Regions from separate parts of the Triticum aestivum genome. Here region 1 is linked to region 2. Evidence: chromatin contacts called from public Hi-C data. All regions are on one chromosome and are shown on one strand. The core of a region is the stretch at or near the end of the contact, and the rest is flanking DNA. Distances in the headings are between cores, read along the strand shown.

Evidence for each region. A called contact is a pair of places that touch in the nucleus more often than the background predicts.
Region 1: a contact with region 2 is called in a Hi-C map of leaf, with 4 times the contacts expected there. The contact joins the promoter of LOC123071216 here to the promoter of LOC123071213 in region 2. A contact is called at or near these places in 2 of 5 Hi-C or Micro-C datasets (both in leaf).

Annotation. Positions count from the first base shown.
Region 1 is chr3B:603,275,724-603,282,178 of IWGSC CS RefSeq v2.1, forward strand. It overlaps LOC123071216, which reads right to left and starts at 1,367. Exons shown (of 2, transcript XM_044494733.1): 1 at 1,174-1,367; 2 at 1-1,048. The coding sequence starts at 1,367. The coding sequence ends at 766. It overlaps LOC123071218 (a long non-coding RNA gene), which reads left to right and starts at 786. Exons shown (of 4, transcript XR_006434183.1): 1 at 786-1,078; 2 at 1,177-2,384; 3 at 2,927-3,034; 4 at 3,118-3,523.
Region 2 is chr3B:602,668,092-602,674,889 of IWGSC CS RefSeq v2.1, forward strand. It overlaps LOC123071213 (probable inactive receptor kinase At5g58300), which reads left to right and starts at 5,298. Exons shown (of 3, transcript XM_044494728.1): 1 at 5,298-5,700.

The DNA.
Region 1 (6,455 bases), core at 117-2,616, 600 kb after region 2:
TTATAGGAATTACTAAAAAGCAAATACATTGAACATGCCACATATAATAACCATATATTTTCTGGAATGTTAAACTCAACAGAAAACGGGCTAAATGATGATCGGTATATGGCCTCAACATTACCAGTGCTAATAAATAGCAACTAGTTGGACCAAGCTGCAATATCCCGAAACATCCCGGAATTAGCCACAAAATGATGACAGACACAAGTTTTGGGCTATTCCGTAAATAGGTAAGCCGCAAGGGCTAAATTGCAAAAGTAGTGAAGAGATAAGGAGCATAATTGGTTTGATGCCAAAAGTTGGCATGCCAAATATTAGCAATGGCCAAATATTGGCTAGAAATTGGTTGCTTGCCAATTTTCATTGCCAATCTCACAAAAAGTTGCCAAATATTGGCAATTTTTGATTTTGCCAAATGTTGGCTTGCCAAATATTGACAATGCCAAATATTGGTAGCAAACCAATTATACTCTAGGCTCTATCTCTTTCCTCCCGAGCGATTTCCACCAGGAGAAATCGTGTAACCGCCTCGTCGCCGTTTTGGCTCGACGGCCAGGGCCACGACTATGAGCCCGCCGTCGTCTCCACCGCGGGGAGCCACGCCAGAGGGAGCAGCCGCCTCCGTGGCCGGAAGGCCAGCCGAGGGCCGTTGCCTCGGGCGCCGCCTGCATGAGTGCAAGCCAAGAGCTGCCGCGTCGCCTCGGTCTTCCGCGCTGCGTCGCGGTTGGTCGCTCCGTGGGAGCCGCCCTGAGGCCGAGGGCCTCAGATGATGGCCATGTGGCGCGCTCGTCGCTGTGCGCCGAGATTCAGGCCGATGGAGGGCGCCGCCGGGGTGCGTCTGGCGCAGAAGGTGTCGCCTCTGCCCGGGCTGTGGACCGCGCTGCCGCGCGCCTGAGGGCATCGCCATGCCGGGCACCGGCCGTTGGCCGCTGCGACCGCCTCCAGGTGCAGCGCTGGGAGCAGCCGGGCCAAAGGATGCTGCCGCTCCGCTAGGAGGCTGGCCGAGGAAGCGCTGTCCGGGCCATGGGTCGCCGCTGAAGTTTGCCTTGGACGACATTCAAACGACGCCCTGGAGGTTAGTGCTTACTTCGTGCATGAACGAAATTGGAATTGAATCACCTTTCTCTCTGGATTTAGTGCTTTTCTTCTCATTTGCATCTGGTTCCTTACCAGATCGAGAGACTTCCCGCGCCTGGGTGGGTGCTGGCCGCCGCCGTCTTCGCCGACCGCCGGGAGCCACGGATGTGTGTGTAGGCGCAGGAGCGGAACATCGTATCCTGGCTCGCCGCGTCGGCGGCCGAGGGGCGCCGTGCACCACGCGTAGGCCGGAGGGCCGGCAGTCTCGCGGCGCCTTTGTGCCGCATCGGCCGCCGTTCTTCCGCTGTGGCCTATTTCTCCAATCGAGAGCAGAGTGCGTGATAACGTGTTCGAAATCGACAAAACAAATGATCGAACTTCCGATTCCATTGAATGATTCTCGGTATATATACAAGGGGAACAGACACAATAAGGAGATGCGACTGTTCGTAGAGGTGCAAGGGGAAAGACGCGACGGTTGGCAATGCAACCAACATACAGATTACAATGGGAGGATTATCTCTTTAATTAACCTATTAATTTAATCCTAACACTGCTCTCGGAACCGGCTTGGCGGCCTCCACTCTGGTAGGTGATGCTCCATATTCTCAACCACCCCCAGTTTTTAGTTTTTACTATCACCGAGACTATGTTTTTGAATCTTACAGCTTGTGCATCGGATCCAAAGGTGCTCGATGTGACAGGTCTCTTGCTACTTCATTGTTATGCAGGCTCTCCTCTGTCCTCTTTAGAAAAGTTCATTGCTTCAGCAGTCCAGCCAGTGAACAGTTAGCCATATGCAGATTTGTTGGCTTTGGCCATATACTTTTAGTCATATGTATTATATATATTTCATTTAGTTTGACTGACAAAAAATGTGCTTTATTTATCTATTATACACGTCTTGGTATGTGTTCCTTAGAGAAGATCTATGGAGTCAACAAATCTAATACATGGTAGGAAGTAAGCAAGGAAACATCAGAAGATATTTTTCGCAGTCCATTGTACAAACACAATCGACGATTATGCCCTTTGGGTAAAAAAAGATTATGCTTTCAAGTGTTACTTCGCTAGGTTAATGTTTCATATAATCCATCACTTGGGGTTTCTATCCATGAATCTGTGAGTATTGTATCATACTATGACAAGAGGTATTATTCCATAACAAATAAGTACTCAGGGTTTATGCAGATATGGATCTGCTATCATGCTTAAACTTTCTTTCTTCATTTTGCTGATCCAGAAAAGTCTGTTGCTGCTCGCATTTGCTTCATTGATTTGCAAATCTCTTGCTACTCACCTTGGTATGCAACCTCTCATCTCTTAAATTATTTACTTAGCATACCTTCTATTGTTTTCATGCGTATTTTCCCCTTAGTTTCAGACGTGCCCCCCCCCCTCCCCCCTCCTGGGTGGCCTTCTTAAGCCTCTGCAGATCTGGCACCACATAATATCTTTTCTGGACATAAGTCTCTTAGGAGATTGAACTAAAAAAGATTAATCTTTAATAATACCAAAGGAGAATTATACATTTCCTGAAACTTAAAGATGACATGATGCAAGTGTGTCCTTGACATGGCCGCAACAGTGCTAACATATGCTAGAAACAGTAGTGTGGCATTTGAGGATTTGGACAACTGAACTTTCAGTTCAGCCAGTAGATATTACTGAAGAGAAGGAAGAATAAAAAGCATGTTGGCATCTCAACTGGCTACCTTGATTATATATCTGAAACCATATATACACCATTTAATTTATAGAATATTTCACATTGTATGTAGAGATGAAGTCACAAAGTACAAAGACATTAGCATTACTGTGACTAAGCATAACCAATCGATTTCAGGAGGTTCTGTGTTTTGACAAACAATTTGTTGGTACTACCACTAAGCAACAATATTTGTAACAAAATGACCCCAGAACCTCCAGTACGAATGGGCAATTAATGCAAGAGGTACGCCTACTGAAAATTGGTTTCTTATATTATATTCCTTTCACTTTTTACCTTCATTGACAACATACACATATCTTCCCCAGGACGCCACCATATTCAAACAATATTCTGGCATGTTCTTTTGCCGTTTCAATAAGAGAAGCTACGAAGAGATACACAGATGCTATCGAAAAGATGAAGATCACAAAAGAACTGAAGTTTTCGACTCACAAACGTGAGTCTGCGCCTCAACACTCTGCGAACCCCGTCTGCTGGCCATCTATTCTCTTCCACTTGATGCATTGTCGGGTATGAAAAGAGTGGGACAACATATATCCATCTTGCGGTAACTGAAGAAGGAAAATCTGGAAACAACAACAAATAGTTCATGCTAAGAATATGATTCACACTACAACCTGCTAATCATGTAGTGAATATTTATACACCAACTTTTCTAATAATTACCTATTTGTGAACGCTACCCACTTATTGATTCAAATTATTTTATTCTTTGATACACTAATGTTACTTCAAAGTCCGCGACAAAATCCCGCAGCAACGCGCAGGGCGTCATCTAGTTTAACAATGCCAGGAGTTTTTTTTTCAGATCGTCGTCTGATCCTCTCGCTAGACCTCTCCCCTGTTCACTTGGCAGCACTAAAGAATGAACATCTCTGTCTGGGTGAGATTTATCTTGAAAATATAGATCGAACCGTTTGTATGCTTAGAATCAAGCCTTCACGTTTGATTCAGTACAAAACATGCAGAAGCATACAGCCGTGGATGTCATTTGAAAATAAGGATGAGAATGATGCTTTGATGCACCGATCGTATGAAATAAAAATTGAAATTACTGCTTTTTTCTAAATTGCCTATATACTTAGCGAGGGCAGTTTTTTGAAAGCCATGTTCAAGAGCCCACCGTCATCTTTGAAACCATGAAATCGAATTTGAAAGTATACTTCAAAATTATTTTACGGGCTCAAATTAAATTATTGGGCCATCATTTTTACTGGTTAAACACCTCAACTCATTCAAGATGGCATTTTCTTGCATTTTCTTGATGGCATCTCTTAAAAAAGGTTGTTTTTTTACTTTCCTTCAAGATGGCATTTCCTTGGTCCTTCTTCTGCATCTGCTCCTTCAAAGATTTTACTTGATCCTTCAAGATGGCATTTTCTTGGTCCTTCTTCTGTATCTGCTCCTTCAAAGACGCATTCTCTTGCATCTGAGTCTGCAGCTGCTCCTTCAAGGCAGCTCCCTCCTCTATCTTCTTCTGCAGCTGCTCATTCAGGACGGCTTCGTCTTGCATCTTCTGCTGAAGCTGCTCTTTCTGACTGGTGTGTTCCCTAACTGTGTTTTCGGCCGCGGTGATCAACTCTGAAACCATTCGAGATTGTTCCACGAGCTTGTTAATCTGAAACAAGAAACAAACTAAGCATAGGGTGCAAAAGTCGGACCTCTATCTGTGAGATGTACAGTATATATGTAAGACGTACTGTTTGCAGAGTCCGTTCAAGATTATCCAACCCTCCAGCAACGCGGTCGTGGGCTGTCCTCAGTTCATTCACACACTCACGCGTTAGCAGCCCCATCGTCGCAACCTGCATAGCCAGAATTATAAATTGGACTGTTTTCAGTTGATTACAAACTCAAGCGTTAGCAGCTCCATCGCCACGTACTGATTGGGAGGCGGCGGCGATGGGCGGGAACGATCGGATCGGGAGGCGGCGGGGGTCGTGGGGGAGGGAGGGTCAGGGTCAGGATTGATATATACTGTTGTTTTCGGAAGATATACCAAAATATGGACTGGCCAGGCGAAAATGCCTTACGGTGGACGAGCACTCTGCGGACCATATCCTGCCCGTCCGTTATCCTAACTGATCAGATCCCTCCCGGTATTTACGAGTTCTGTCCCCCCAAGAGCCTCGTCAAAGCCTGTATCCCGGCAGCTATAGGTAGCCAGCTTTATTGACGTGCCGAGGGGCTATCCAGAGTTTTGTTCCCTCTTGTTAGGGTTCCGCCTAGTTTCTCCCGGGGCGATCGGTCGCCGCCGTCGAGTTGTTCGCTCCCCTGCCGCCGATCTCCGCTCGATCTCTCCTCCTGGTGCGTTCAAGGTGCGATCTAATCGCTCTCGCCCCTGGCCTGGATCGTGTCGCGGCGGAATCTAGGGTCTCCCACCAAAAACCCGATAGTCATCTCTCGGGTTAGTGATCTAGATGGCTGCTGAGGGAGCCGTGGGCTCCTCCGGACTCAGCGATGTGGGGAAGATGATGATGGAATTGGGACTGCGTGAGGAGGATCTGGACGATGTAGTTTTTGATGAGAAGGAGGCGCCGCCGGAGTCGCCAAGATGGGTTGCGCTGATCAAGGTAAACACCAAGAAAACCTACAGTCAGACATGGTTCTATAGAAACATGAGGTCCGCCTGGGATGTGGCACAGGAAGCAAACTTCAAACCATTGGAGGAGAATCTGTACTCCGTCCAGTTTACTTGCTTGGGGGATTGGGAGCGTGTCATGCAAGAGGGGCCCTGGAATTTTAGAGGTGACGCGGTGCTCCTTGCACCATATGATGGAATAACAAAACCCTCTACAATCAAACTGGAGACAATTGATATTCGGATTCAGATCCATGACGTGCTAGACTTGTATGCTCATCTCATCCAGCCCCTAGCTGCCAAGGTTGATGAAGTCTTGTTTGCTGAGACCCAATCCCATGATTTCACCGGATATTTTCACCGTGTGTGGGTGCGTATCAACGTCCACAAACCACTCAAGAACGCGGTGTCGATGATCAGAGATGGGAAGAGACAGATATATAAAGTGAAGTATGAAAGGTTACCCGATTGGTGCGCCGTGTGTGGGATGCTGGGCCATCTTTTCAAAGAGCATGGTAATGGGGTTCACCCACCATCGGCTCTAGTTTTCAAGGAGCTCAGGGCTGAGTGGTTTATGCGCAGTAGGAGGGGTCCTGGTGAGGGACGTGGGCGCCGCGGTGGTCGTCGTGGAGGCCGGTCTGGAGGCCGCTATGATGGAGAGCGAACAGGAGGACACTCGGATGGAAGAAATTCCGGTGAGAATTGGGGCGCTGGAAATCAGAATACCATGGAAGAATATGGGGATGAGGCACAAGCAACAGATGATGACATGCATACTGATGATCCCAGCAGGAAGAGAGCTGAAAGAACGGAAGTGAGTACTTACCCAGCTACTGCAAGGGACCATGTTCAGGCTGCGGCAGAAAAATTGGCCCTTGCGATCGTTCCATCAGGTCCCGTCATCACCAGTCCACCGCCACAGAGGAACCCAAAGAGAACAAAGAAGGATGACGAGAATACTACTAGCCAAGGTGCTGTTGTGAAGAATTTGGCGGGCTCCTTCGAGGAGCGCCGCCAGGCCAAATGAGTACTTTTTGTTGGAACTGTCGCGGTGTGGGCAAC
Region 2 (6,798 bases), core at 4,048-6,547:
TCTGCCCTGGCACCGTTTCCTTTATATCTGGAGATCCGTAACTCCGACTGGACTGAAACCTTCGCCCAGATCGTTTTCCAAAAATTAGCTTTCTTGTGGCCAAAGAAGGGCATCAACCGCCTTACGGGTGGCCCACGAGATAGGGGGCGTCCCCCTGGAGGGGTGGCGTGGGACACTCTCGTGGCCACCTCGGGCACCGTTTCGCGTTGATTCTTCCTCCAAAAAAATCACAAATATTCCAAAATAATTCTTCGTACGTTTTTATCCCGTTTGGACTCTGTTTGATATTGAGTTTCTGTGAAACATAAAGCATGCAACAAATAGGAACTGGCACTGGGCACTGGATCAATATGTTAGTCCCAAAAAATAGTATAAAAAGTTGCCAAAAGTATATGAAAGTTGAATAATATTGGCATGGAACAATAAAAAATTATAGATACGACGGAGACGTATCATTAGACCAAGTAAATTTTCTACCAGAAAGCTCGATCTCTCTAAGATCCATGCTTTCAATAATTGTATTAAACATAAACGACCATCTGTCGTCAAAGTTATATATCATTGTTTTTTTCTTCCCATCTTCGAATGATGTTAAAATCACCCCAAACAGAATTGGGAGTTGCTCACTTCCGCAAATACGAACTAAGTATGCCAAGAATTCTAGTTTGAGCTCAGGCTGCGCAGCACCATACATTGTCACCAGTGCCCATTGGAAACCATCAACCTTCGACCTGACATGAAACTTAACTGCAAAATCTCCCATGACAACATTTTGAACCTCCAATGTATTGCATTTAACCCCTAGTAAAATCCCACCGGATCTTCCCCCTGGGGGTAGACAATGCCAATCAAAATAACCTCCTCCTGATAAGGTGCTAAGAAACTGAGAAGTAAAATTGTCCCTTCTATTTTCAAAGAGGGCGATAAAATCTAACTTGTGTTCCATAGAAGCATACCTTTGCTTAGCCAAGTCCATGAGACCTCTGCTATTCCAAAAGATTCCCTTCATATTTCATCACGAAATTTTCTAGTGGTCTGGATCCTAGGACTTCAGCGCACAACCGAAGCCGGATAAAACTCCCGGTTCCACTTGCGCTTAGGCTTGGTTTGGTCCTCTACTCGGTCCACACAACCGAGCTTAGTGGGCCTAACCGCTTGAGAATCTACATGATTTGAACCCCTTGGAGAAATAGAACACTCATCCTCCTCTGTCTCGGTATGTGAGGGTGCAAGATCTGCACAAAAGCTATCAAGTACCCTAACACCCAAAGCATCAATATCCGCATTGTTCATAGGTTAAACAGCCGCTAAGTTTCGAATCATCTCTAAAGCTCGCTCTGCTTCGAGATCAAGGATATCATTAACAGATTTAGTGATTTCTTGTTCATTACTACCTAGTGAAACTCCTAGTTGATTTTCATTATGAATAATCTCATCATCGAAAAATGCAAGATGGAATTAGAAGTATTGACAGACATACCGGCAGTGACCTCAATGTCACGAAGCTTAGCCACCCGCATGGTGCGCCCTAGCTGCAAATCATCAACATCCGGCTGATCTTGGAGACGACAACTCATCCGTCACCCTTCAGAGACGGGATCTGAAATCCCTCCGAAGGCGACGACCTCGTCCTGCGTCGGGCCGCTTGGGGTAAGACCTCCTGCCCGACCCTCAAGTGGGGCTATCTCTCCCGGCCCAGTCGAGGGAAGGCCATTTGTCATCAGCCCGATCGGACAAGCCGCACCCGCCTCCACCTCCACGGGTGTCGGAGAACCCGTAGGGGTCGACCGTGGGCTGCAAACGGCAGTCGTCAACGGATGCACAATGGGAGGGCATGCGCGCAGAGCCTCCTGCTCCGCTGGCCCACCCCCCATCATGTCGGCCGAGCTTCGTAGGGGCGCCTAAGGGGAGGCTGAAGCGAGGGCCTCCTGCCCATGCCCCTGACCTGGCGACCACCCTGGCGTCCCGAACGCCACCAGCAAGGCCTGAAGCCGACCCACTGAACATTGATGGTGAGGCTCGGCCTCGAGAGTGCACAATGGGGGGAATGGGGGCCACCTGCCCATGCTTCTCCCCATCCTTGACGCCTAACCCGGTGTCCTGAACGAGCACCACCGCGGGTAACACCGAGCTAGGTGTATGCGCCACCAAGATCTCCCCTCAAGCAACCATATCCGAGTGATTGCAAACAAAAGTCTCAGGCCCAACAGAATTAAGCGGGGGTAACAAGTTTTCGAAAAGATCATCACTCTCAACGCGATCACTCCAAAGTATTGGAGGTGTGGAGGCAGCCCCAAAAGAACCAAATCTCAACGAGTTCATGGGCGCGGAGGAAGGTAGAGGCGCACCCTTCCCTGGCGCAGGCGAAGTACGTTTTGCACCCGGGGTGTGAGACTTATCTCGTGCACTGTCCTCCTCACGATGCTCCTTGTTACCCGAGCTGTCATCCTTATCAGTCATGTCCACATCATCCCCTATCATGGCATCCGTGAATAGATTAGAGTCCTCATGCTCAATCTCTAGGTTGTAGATCCTGCCCGCATGCGTCCATCTAACCACATCCGGTATATACTACTAGTCCTGATGTGTGCCTTGACATAAGTTTGGCAGGGAGGTACCAAAGTAATCCAGGAGTGGATAACTGGACAGTGGTCAAGAACATCCTAAAGTACCTGAAAGGGACTAAGGATATGTTTCTCGTTTATGGAGGTGATGAAGAGCTCGTCGTAAATGGTTACATTGATGCTAGCTTCGACACTGATCTGGATGACTCTAAGTCACAAACTGGATACATGTTTATATTGAATGGTGGAGTTGTCAGTTGGTGTAGTTCCAAGCAGAGCGTTGTGGCGGGGTCTACATGTGAAGCGGAGTACATAGCTGCTTCAGAAGCAACACATGAAGGAGTCTGGATGAAGGAGTTCATGTCCGATCGAGGTGTAATACCTAGTGCATCGGGTCCAATGAAAATCTTTTGTGACAACACTGGAGCAATTGCCTTGGCGAAGGAATCCAAATTTCACAAGAGAACCAAACACATCAAGAGACGCTTCAACTCCATTAGTGAAAAGGTCAAGGATGGAGACAGAGAAATTTGCAAAGTACATACATATATGAATGTGGCAGACCCATTGACTAAACCTCTTCCGTGAGCAAAACATGATCAACACTAAGACTCCATGGGTGTTAGATTCATCACAATGTAATCTAGATTATTAGCTCTAGTGCAAGTGGGAGACTGAAGGAAATATGCCCTAGAGGCAATAATAAAGTTGTTAATTTATATTTTCTTAGTTATGATAAAGGTTTATTATTCATGCTAGAATTGTATTGATCGAAAACTTAAATACATGTGTGAATACATAAACGAAATGTCGTGTCCCTAGTAAGCCTCTACTAAACTAGCTCGTTGATCAAAGATGGTTAAGGTTTCCTAACCATGGACATGCGCTGTCATTTGATAACGGGATCACATCATTAGAAGAATGATGTGATGGACAAGACCCATCTGTTAGCTTAGCATATGGATCGTTCAGTTTATTGCTATCGCTTTCTTAAATGTCAAATACATATTCCTTCGACTATGAGATTATGCAACTCCCGGATACCAGAGGAATACCTTATGTGCTATCAAATGTCACAAAACTGGGTGGTCATAAAGATGCTCTACAGGTATCTCCGAAGGTGTTTGTTGAGTTGGCATAGATCGAGATTAGGATTTGTCACTTCGAATATCAGAGAGGTATCTCTAGGCCCTCTCGGTAATGCACATCACTATAAGCCTTGCAAGCAATGTGATTAATGAGTTAGTTACGGGATGATGCATTATGGAACGAGTAAAGAGACTTGCCGGTAACGAGATTGAACTAGGTATGAAGATACCGACGATCGAATCTTGGGCAAGTAACATACCGATGGACAAAGAGAATTACGTATGTTGTCATAACAGTTCGACCGATAAAGATCTTCGCAGAATATGTACGAGCCAATATGGACATCCAGCTTCCGCTATTGGTTATTGACCGGAGATATGTCTCGGTCATGTCTACATAGTTGTCAAACCCGTAGGGTCCGCACGCTTAACGTTCGTTGATGATATAGTGTTATATGATTTAGTGAACGAATGTTGTTCAGAGTCCCGGATAAGATCACGGACATGACGAGGAGTCTCGAAATGCTCGAGAGGTAAAGATTGATATATAGGACGATGATATTCAGACACCAGAAGTGTTTCGAAGTGTACCGGGTGATCATCGGAGTACCAGAGGGGGTAACAGGCACCCCCGGAAGGGTGATGGGCCTATTGGGCCATTAGAGGGGAGCACACCAGCCCACAAGGGGCTGGCGCGCCCCTCCTAAGGCAGGCGACCCATGGGAGAAAGGAGGGGGGGGATTTGGCCTCCCCCTTCCTTCCCTCTCCCCCTTTCCTTCCCCCTCCAATAAATAAGGAGGGGGGGGGCAAGGGCAGGAGCCCAAGTAGGATTCGGTCCTACTTGGGACGCCCCTTAGCCTCTTCCCTCTCCCTTCCACCTATATATATGAGGGGTGCCTAGCACAACACAACATTGTCTTAGCCGTGTGCGGCGCCCCCGTCCACCGTTTACACCCTCATCATATTTTCGTAGTGCTTAGGCGAAGCCCTGCGAAGACAGTTTCACCATCACCGTCGCCATACCGTCGTGCTGCCAGAACTCATCCACTACCTCGCCGTCTTGCTGGATCAAGAAGGCGAAGGACGTCATCGAGCTGAACGTGTGCTAAACGCGGAGGTGCCGTACGTTCGGTGCTCGATCGGTTGGAACGCGAAGAAGTTCGACTACATCAACCGCGTTGTCAAACGCTTCCGCTTACGGTCTACGAGGGTACATAGACACACTCTCCCCTCTCGTTGCGATGCATCTCCTTGATAGATCTTGCGTGTGCGTATATTTTTTTGTTTTTCATGCAATGTTTCCCAACACCTGACGTAGTAAAAAGAAATATTAACACTCGTAATATGAAATCAGTATTATTATATGCATCATGGAATTAATTTTCATACTACTATATAGTTTTAGTATTACACTGTAGATGTTAATATTTTTATCTATATAATTGGTCAAATTTTCTGTAGCTTGACTTCATGTGATCCACCCATGCCTGCAGGCACCAGGCAAATTCCAGATGTCTGTCAACCCTCCCTCAGGGGCAAATCCGTCACTCTAACAAATCCCCAGACTTTATTTTTTACTAGTCAACAAAACAAGCGCCCAGTAACTGACGCTTCTCTTAAATGCACGCCAAATTTGCACACGCAGTTCCTCTCTACAGCACAGGCACGGCGCCACCGCTACCGCGTCCGTCATCCCCACACACATGTAACCCGACACTCTCCACCCGCACACACGGAGAGACAGTACACAGCTCAGTCGCGGCCGCGCAGCGAGATCACCACGCTCCCCTCCACTCTCCCAGCGAGCGCGGAGCGGCGGTCCGGCCGGCGCGGGCTCCGCTCTCTCCCTCTCCCCGCGCAATGCCGGCCGCTTCCGGCGCAGATCGGGCCGACTCCTCACCCTCCTCCTCCTGGCCACGGCTCTCGATCGGCGCGTGACTTCACTCTGGGTGGGCAGAGGACGGCTGGATCTTGCGGCGGACGGCGCGACGGAGGGACGGACGGACGGACGCGCCCGGCCGTCTCCCGATTTCCGCCTGCCAAGAGAGGTTTGCGGCCTTCTCTCTCTCCTCGCGTGGCCCATTCCGTTTCTCCGTCTTTTTTTCTTGGATACAGCGAGCGACGCCTTCGGATGCCTCCAAACCTCTCCTGCCCAGATTGGAACCTGGGCTCGATCCCCGGCCCCGGGTTTTAGCCTTTTAGGAGCGGAATCGATTAGCGCAATGCAGTTTGTCGGCCGTTGTTTGGTTTTAAAGCTTTATTTGTTTCTAAAAAATACGGGGGGAAATGTTTTAATGCCAAAGAGTTGGGGTAGTAGTAGTAATCACTTTTCTAGATGAGGAGTTGGTGATTTTTCTTTTCAACATACTGGCAAATCTCTACTGCTGGAATTGTGTCTACAGAAAATTATCGACTGCCTGCACTCCACTTCCACAGTCAGGTGTATGATGCGTGTAGGCCGTGACAGCGTAGGTAGCCCATGCAGCCATGAACACTTGCATTGATGTTTGCCAGCCGGCCAGCCCCCACCGTCCCTCCAAAAAGATTAAAAGACCCTACTTTCCTTCCTCTCCTTTCGTTTCTCACTTTCTCTCATCCATCCGAGAGCTTTAACCCTAGCTCTAGGCCCTGCCTGTGCTGTTTCTTTTGGTAAGCATCTACTCCCTCTGTAAACAATCACAAGACGTTTTAGATAGTGATCTAAAGCGTCTTATTATTGTGTACAGAGGGAGTAGTACTAATTGAGACCACAACGGTAACATGAATTCAGGTGTGGATCATGTAAGGTTAGGTGGGTACGCTGGTACTGGTGGTAGTGTGGTGCGGTACACTTGAGGGGATCACCTATCTCCACAAAAGGGAATCTGGCAAAGTTTCCTCTGGGAGCCTCGTTGAAACAAGTTCTTGGCATCATTTGTCCACTGTTTTTTTTTAATTTATGATGGTTTGCTAGTCCTAAGCTAATGTGCGTAATTGGGGGTGTGCTTTATAAAAAGGAGGCCAATGAGTGATATGAGATGGGCAGTATGCTGCTGTCACATGCACATTATCTCAACTGCCCCCCGTTGAAAACCAATAAGAACCACCATAGCAGTCAGCTTGATGGTGGGTCTTATGGCTGAGAGTCTGAGACTAGAGGAAGAGAC